Linked DNA regions of Mus musculus: region 2 is linked to region 1. Evidence: chromatin contacts called from public Hi-C data. All regions are on one chromosome and are shown on one strand. The core of a region is the stretch at or near the end of the contact, and the rest is flanking DNA. Distances in the headings are between cores, read along the strand shown.

Region 1 (3,572 bases), core at 295-2,794:
AAGCATGTTCTAGGCATGTAGATCTGACCCTTCCTCCCTGATCTTTTGGACCAAGGCCAATGTCAACCGCTCTGGGAAGCCTTTCCCTGTCTCGCTCTGGACAATCCTAACATATCAGCCTTTAGGGAGCTGTTTGAGATGGAAAGTGTGAGGCACCAAGAGCAGGGAACCCCCTTTTTTTATCTGTTCACCTCCATCTCATTCACCTTAAAGCAGTCGGGGTGAGAAGCCCTTCTCGTACACTATCTGTCTCCCCCCACAGACACACACCCCTAAGTTGGAACTTAAGAATAAAGATATTACTATAATTACTTAAACAAACACTGGAACGTAAGCGAAGGAGATACCTTGCTTGGTAGAGCACATGTGTGACTGTAAGCACCAGAGTTTGGATCCCCAGAGTGCATGTGACTGTTGGGCAGATATGGTGGCTGCCTATAATCCCAGCATCTAGGAGGCAGAAAGAAAGGATTTCCCAGAACAAGGTGGGACCAGCTAAGTAGGTAAAGTCTGTTCGAGTGAGACACTTCTTCAGCATAGAAGGTGAAGAAAGACCAAGGAAGACACCTGCCATTCATCTCTGGTCTCCACAAGCATTTACACACATATATACATAGACCCCTCATACACACCCACACATGTGAATATATACACACATATACATGCAAAAACAAACCAAAACAAAAACACCCCCCCAGGTTTCAGAAACTAATACTTATCTGCACACAAGGCATGATGATATGATCAGCATATCAGTACTTGTGAGTAACTATCCTAGAAACATTCTATCTTCAAATTTAAAATTGCCATGTCAGATTTATTTTAAATAGACCTTGAATGTCTCTAAGTGACTGAGTTCAATCTCCAGGAAAGAATGATAGCAAGAAAATAAAGAGAGAGAGAGAGGGAGAGAGAGAGAGAGAGAGAGAGAGAGAGAGAGAGAGAGAGAGAGAGAGAAAGGGAAGATTAAATTTGAAAAGGTATAAATAAACTATGCAGAGTCCTCTAAAATCCAGATCCCGTTAAAGAGGAACCTGTCAACCTTACAGTGACGAAGGCTACCTCTCTGGCCAAAAAGGACAAATGGCATCTGAATATTAACATATATTAGTATCACACACACACACACACACACACACACACACACACACACACACACGGGCACGCGCACCCAGAAACTAAAGATGGAATAGGTAGTCTCTACTACAAGCGTCTTAAGTTTTGAAGACTCTGCTTGCCAAGAGATACTTTTGTTCACATCGTGCTCTCCCTGTGACGGATGATATACCAGTCTTTTCAAATGGGGGCGCAATAGCCCATGACGGGTGTCCCCATCGTGCCAGGCCTCTGGCAGAGCAGAGCAGGACCAGCGCTGAGACTGGAGCTCATGCAGCCAGGGCCAAGGTCTGAGCTGTGAATCTGCTTCATGGGGGGGGGCCTCACTCGCTCTCTAGGCACTCCAAACTTCCTCAGCCCAAGCCAGGGCTGCAAATTCCCCTCCCCAGGGGACATCCACATGACTCCACTCCCTCCTCCCCTGCCCGTTTCAGAACCTTGCCTTATCTGTCTTCCCCCTCCTTTCCCCTGAAATAGTTGGCTGTAAGGGCTGCAAGGCGTCTGCACACAGTCATGATAAGCAGTGATAAAGATAGACTCTTAAAGAGCCATGTAGGGATACGGAGGCTGAAACCCATGCTGCCCCGCAGGCGGGGTGGGGCTTCTACTGCACCAGAATCCTAGAAGCAGATTTTAAACCTTCACCTCAGCAATGTTAAGAGTGATGCAGGCAGTTTGGAAAAAAACAAAACAAAACAAAACAAAACAAAACAAAACAAAACAAAACAAAACAAAACTAAATGCTGGCAAACCTGGGAGGTGCGTCTGAGTCTGGTACCTACCAAGAGACATCATCTCGCCTCTGGATCTTCACTGACACACCACGGATGAAGATGCCGTCCTTTCCCCAATTCCCAAAGTGATCCTCATTAGAATTTAGGTGTGTGTGTGTGTGACACATACTCATTTTTAAGGGCCTACAGCCCAGTGAGATGACTAGACCCAATGCAACTGTCCCACTTCACATTCAAAGACCTCTAAGACCAAAGAAGTCAAGCTTCCCCCCCCCCCTAAGGTCACAGAGCTCATTAGCGGCAGTGTTAGGCTGATGAAAAATAAAGAAGCTAGCTATGAACGCAGCGCCCTGTGAACATCTACTGTCTGATAAATGCTTGAAAGCAGGCAGCAAATACAAACTCAGCAAACCACAGCCACTTCCTATGCGAGTCATTATAATGAGAACTACCATCTGTCTAAGAAGTAGCCCTTAGATGAAAGGCAACCCCTAAACCCACGAGATAGTCAGACACACACACACAGAATTCAATCAAGCCACCTCCTTAACAACATAATCAGTCTCAAACCACAGCAGTCACGATTTACATTTCACAATGGACTTCTAATAACTAACATTTTTGTGTGCTTATCATCTGACAAGCATTTTCTAAGCACTGTGTATACACGACGCTATTTATTCCAAACAGCACACTTAGATAGATACTGCAGGCTTTGTGCTACAGATGAAGAAATAAAAGAGGTTATGCAATTGGTCCTTCAGTCATAGACAGAGCTGGTTCCGTGGCCTGGGAGGGGAGCAGACTAGAGCCCACATTGGTCTAACACAAACCCTGGCACTATGCTAACCACTATGCCAACCATGGCATTACCTGCTTCAACATCTGGCCCTCTGCTGCATCCTTCACAACTTTTAAGTTTTAAAATACATACTCATTAATAATTACAGTAGCGGAAACTGTGTGATGGTGAGGGGCACTCTGTGACTTCTGCTTGATTTTTTTTTTTTATCTTTTTATCAACCAAATACAGCCTTAACAAGTGACGGCAGGGCTGGGCTGTAGGTCATTTGTAAGGCACTTGCCCAGCATGCATGACTCCTTGGGTGCTATCCTCAGCACTGGAAACAGTAATGCTATTATTATAATTACAACTTTAAAGGTGATGCTAGATTATGAATAAATGATTGAAAATCACCCCAAAGTAAAAATACGTTTCTTTGCCTTTTCAAATTTTAAAGTGTATGTATTCACACAAGCTTTGAAAATGTAATTTTGATATCACATTTAATTTCTTATGGAAGGAAGGAAACCACTCCAGCACAAATAACTGAAGATCATACATTGCTTAAGTAGTTTATGTTAAATTTCTATCTAACCAGCCCACTCTCTGTGCACAAGGCAGTGCAGCAAGCTGTGGTGGCACTGAAAGCACCATTCTTCCTGTCACAATTCCTTCCTGCCTCTGCTGGACAACAGACAGGATGCACCCCACCGGCAACTGCCTGACATGACGGGTTCCAAACAAAGACAGACAGAAGGTAGACACACACCACCATGACTGAAGAGACTGGAGCCAGGAGCTGCCCAGAAGGAGGGAGGTTGGTGTTCTAGGACTAGGGTTGTAGAGAGCAAAGCCAAGGGAGAACCAGGCTTCATCAGGAAAGTTCCTGCCTGGAAAGTCAAGGGAGCCACTGGACAGAGAGAGAAAGAAAGAAAGAA
Region 2 (3,572 bases), core at 523-3,022, 78 kb before region 1:
AGCTTGAAACTCAAGACAACACTCTCCATCACCAGAGTTAGAATGTTTAATGGAAGGAGAAAAGAAATGAGTAGGGAAGAAAGAAAGCACAGGTCCCAAGCTCTCTCAGGTACCTACTGCTCAGGGCTTAGGGACTGAGTTTCTCTTCCCCTCCCCCAGGCAATACAGCAATGAATAAATTCCAACACATCCATAAATTCCACACAAGAGATACTCATGGATCTAAAAGTCATATTTCCAGCCTCTCTGTCTTTCCAGGTCACAGAAAATGGAGTGAAACAAAATTTGCCGAACAAGCAATAGAAAGAGCTCATGGCCCCTGCCTCAGAATCATCCAACCCCACAACTGCTGTTACTACTTCAAAGACATTTCATTCGCTCTGGGTCTATTCTGAATATTGTAGACCTCACTCCTACCCCTGAAGGCAATATTTCAAAAGGAAAAGTACTTAGCAATGAAGGCAATGTGCACATATGTCTTGCCATATATTCAACTGAAATGGATTTAAAAAAAAAAAAAACTTGGGAGATGTGAGTGTGGATTGAATATTAAATATTCAAATAATACTTAGACACTCTTGTTGGACTTGTTAGTTGTGGTCATGGCTTTGTGGTTATGCAAAAAAAAAAGTGTCCCATTTGTGGGAAATACTTGGGAGGGGAGGGTGGGGATGTCTGGAAATGGCTGTAGAACACTTGTGAAGAAATAAGAGACAGCAGTGTTAAAGGTCCAATTGATGGGAATCCTGAGTTTATTGTTCAATTCTCCTTGCTTTTATAGGTATGAACATTTAAACTAGAAAAGTGGGGTGGATCAGCAGTTAAGAGCATAGGCTACTTTTCAAGAAGACCCATTTTTGAGTGCCAGCACCCTAGGACTGGCTACAACTCCAGTCCTAAGGGATCCAACACCCTCTTCTAGCTTTCGGAGCCCTGCATGAACATGATGTGCAGACACACATGCGGCCCAAACAGCCAGACACATAAATGAAAGCAAAGGTTTTAATTGAAGCTCTAGGTAGGGGGAAAGTCCTAGCAACCCATCACCCGGGAGAGAGAGGCAGTGGGGTATAAAGGAACCGTCTGTGAGTGTAAAATGTACAACTCAGTCAGGTTGGCTCAGCCTCATGGTGGTCTCGGGGCACCCTAAAGCACAGCTAACCATGATCACAACAGCCATGATGATGACTTTATGTGAAGAAGACACAAACCCTCCTTTTGTTTATTAAGATTTCAGTAAATCGATTCCATCTGAAAACGTGGCCAGAAACGTCTCCATGTCTAGTCTCAGTTTGGTGACGTGATGTAAGCATCTTTGTAGAACCTCTCTAGCACACTGGTTGTCCTCATGTGATCGATCATTCCTGGACCCATATCTCCCGGTATGGAAATATCAAGCTCCGACCCAGACCTAAGTCAGAAACTCTGGGGTGGGTGGGACGCAGAAGTCTGTCTTAATTACCTTTGTTGTGATTCTGGGCTCACCGGTCCCCGTGGTGCCAGGTGACCCAGACATGACTCAGTGCCTAACATACAAATGGCAGAGGTATATACATCCCATATGGAGCTCAGATAAATTTAGCCCTACAATCTTTGCCTTAGCCAGGAAAGCTGGTGGAGGAAGAAAGGGAAAAGCTACAACCCTGGTTAAACATGTATGCCCTCGGGGAGCACCCATAAACCTTCAGGACCCTCCTCTTAAACCTATGCTCCAAGAAGCCCTGTAAACAACAGGAGCCCCGCCTGCTGTTCAAAGGATACAAGCACTGCTAGACTAGATGGGATCATAAATGGCTTACATAACCCACTAAGTCCCTGCTCTTCAGTACACCCCACAGGCCTCTCCCTTTCCCTCGGCTGCCTGGCAGCTTCTGCAGGCCTGTGGAGGTGCAGGGAGGTACCTGGGTCAGGGTGACTTGACCGCCTGCCTGAGCGCTATGAAAGATAATATGCCTGCAGGTGCAGGAGGAGAGGGGAGGGCCTGCAGAAAAGCCAGTCCTCGCTTTGGTGTTTAATTCCTAAAAAAAAAAAAAAAAAAATCACAGAATGTTCTTGATGAATAATGGAGATTACTGAAACCAGCTCTTGGATTCACAGATTGAAAAAAAAATCAGGCCCAAAGAGGCGATGTGATTGTTTTGACAGCGCACAATCTATGGGGGCAAGATCCCAGCTCCCCTGGGTTTCCATGTTGGAGATGGGCCACAAAATATGACGAGAGGTACAGGTGGGCTGTCTCCATGCAAATGGGAAAGAAGATGAGGAGAAAACCTCTAACAGAGAGTTACGACCCTCCAGCTAGTAGATACTCTAATCACAAGCCTCGTGGCTTTGGATAAATTAACTTCTCCAAGCCTCTCTTTCCTGTTTGATAGCATGGAGACAATACCATCTGCCTCACAATAGGAATGGTAGAACCTGGGTGAAGCTGGGTGAAGAGATGGCGGACGGCAACCACTCAGTAAACACTAGTTGTTGCATCAGAGAGAGACGTGTTTCAGTGCTCGCAGTGGTTGGTCTGGAGGGAGGAGGGAGAAGAACATCCAGAGGTTAATAAAAGGAGATTTTCACTCCTTTGTATTGTCAAAAACGTTGTTTTGGTGAAGTTTCAAGTCAATTACATTCATCAGGGAGGAATTAATCAAATTCTGTCTCACCAACCGAGTGTTAAGTGCTGTGGAAGAGCCTCCTTCGGAGAACTGTCTTCTTTGATGTGATTAGAGGAGCCCAGTGCTACACGCAGCAACTGTTTAGAAATCCAATTAGTAGTGGATGGCAAGTGAGATTTTATATATGGTATCAGTATACATAAGTGAAATAGAAAAGTATTATGGTATCTAATAATACGTATACGATATTGCATAGGTGGATAGCATTTGATTTCAATTTCATAAATACTAGGAAAGCTTTTCCCAGGTCGGGTGATAAATAGGGCTCTATAGAGGTTAAAGAGGCATAGGGCGCCCACAAGGAATTTGCAGCCTAGTTAGGAAAGCAGATGTGTGTAAATGGTCCTGATAGGATATGAGGATGGTAAACTCTGCACAATTATCAGACATCACCCACAGACATCAGATATTACCATGGATGACGTACTATCTCCAACATGTACTTCATGAGTTACAGCAGGTGAAAACCTCAGGGGAAGGGACAGGAAGGGACAGGAAGGGATGGGATGGGAAGGGACGGGGAGCTGAGCTCTGCCTGACGCTGTTGAGTGGGAGTTCATTCCCAACAGAGAAGCACCTGAGCTATGACACAGAGGTTGGATGGAGTTGGGAAGCAGCACAGGGGACCCAGGCACCACCAAGGAGGACTTGGAATTCACACGGGAGGAGCAGGATGAACATCGGAAGGGAAACCAAAGAGGAAGGCGAGAGACATGCAGAACGCCTCAGTGCCCAGTTAAAGACTCAGAACTCTCTGCCCTAGGAATGAGGAGCTGCGGATGTTTCTAGAAGGAAGGAGTAATTTTGTCAGTGCTGATGTGGTGGGGATATTCAGGCCTACCTCTGATGGAAGATGGGACGGAGAAAGACAACTGAAGGCTCTCCATGATTACCTTGTGAACG

The links. A called contact is a pair of places that touch in the nucleus more often than the background predicts.
Region 2: a Hi-C map of uterus shows a contact between it and region 1, with 1.9 times the contacts expected there. The contact joins two enhancer-like sites. A contact is called at or near these places in 6 of 39 promoter capture datasets (the 3T3-L1 cell line, hippocampal neurons, pre-B cells and 1 more), 14 of 484 Hi-C or Micro-C datasets (the AML12 cell line, the N1E-115 cell line, cerebral cortex and 9 more) and 5 of 115 datasets of contacts at active chromatin or transcription factors (the HPC-7 cell line, astrocytes, embryonic forebrain and 2 more).

What each region holds. Positions count from the first base shown.
Region 1 is chr17:86,183,768-86,187,339 of GRCm38.p6, reverse strand. All of the region lies in intron 1 of Prkce (protein kinase C, epsilon), which reads right to left. Among named protein-coding and RNA genes, the nearest start is that of Prkce, 18 kb to the right of the region's middle. Within about 2 kb of position 1,544, at least 102 of the 459 cell types and tissues checked have an H3K27ac peak or open chromatin away from gene starts, as enhancers often do. A contact at or near this core is called in the N1E-115 cell line and uterus, where this site is marked.
Region 2 is chr17:86,262,406-86,265,977 of GRCm38.p6, reverse strand. The region is part of intron 1 of Prkce (protein kinase C, epsilon); the gene reads right to left. Among named protein-coding and RNA genes, the nearest start is that of Gm52296, 21 kb to the right of the region's middle. Within about 2 kb of position 1,772, at least 9 of the 459 cell types and tissues checked have an H3K27ac peak or open chromatin away from gene starts, as enhancers often do. A contact at or near this core is called in the N1E-115 cell line and uterus, where this site is marked.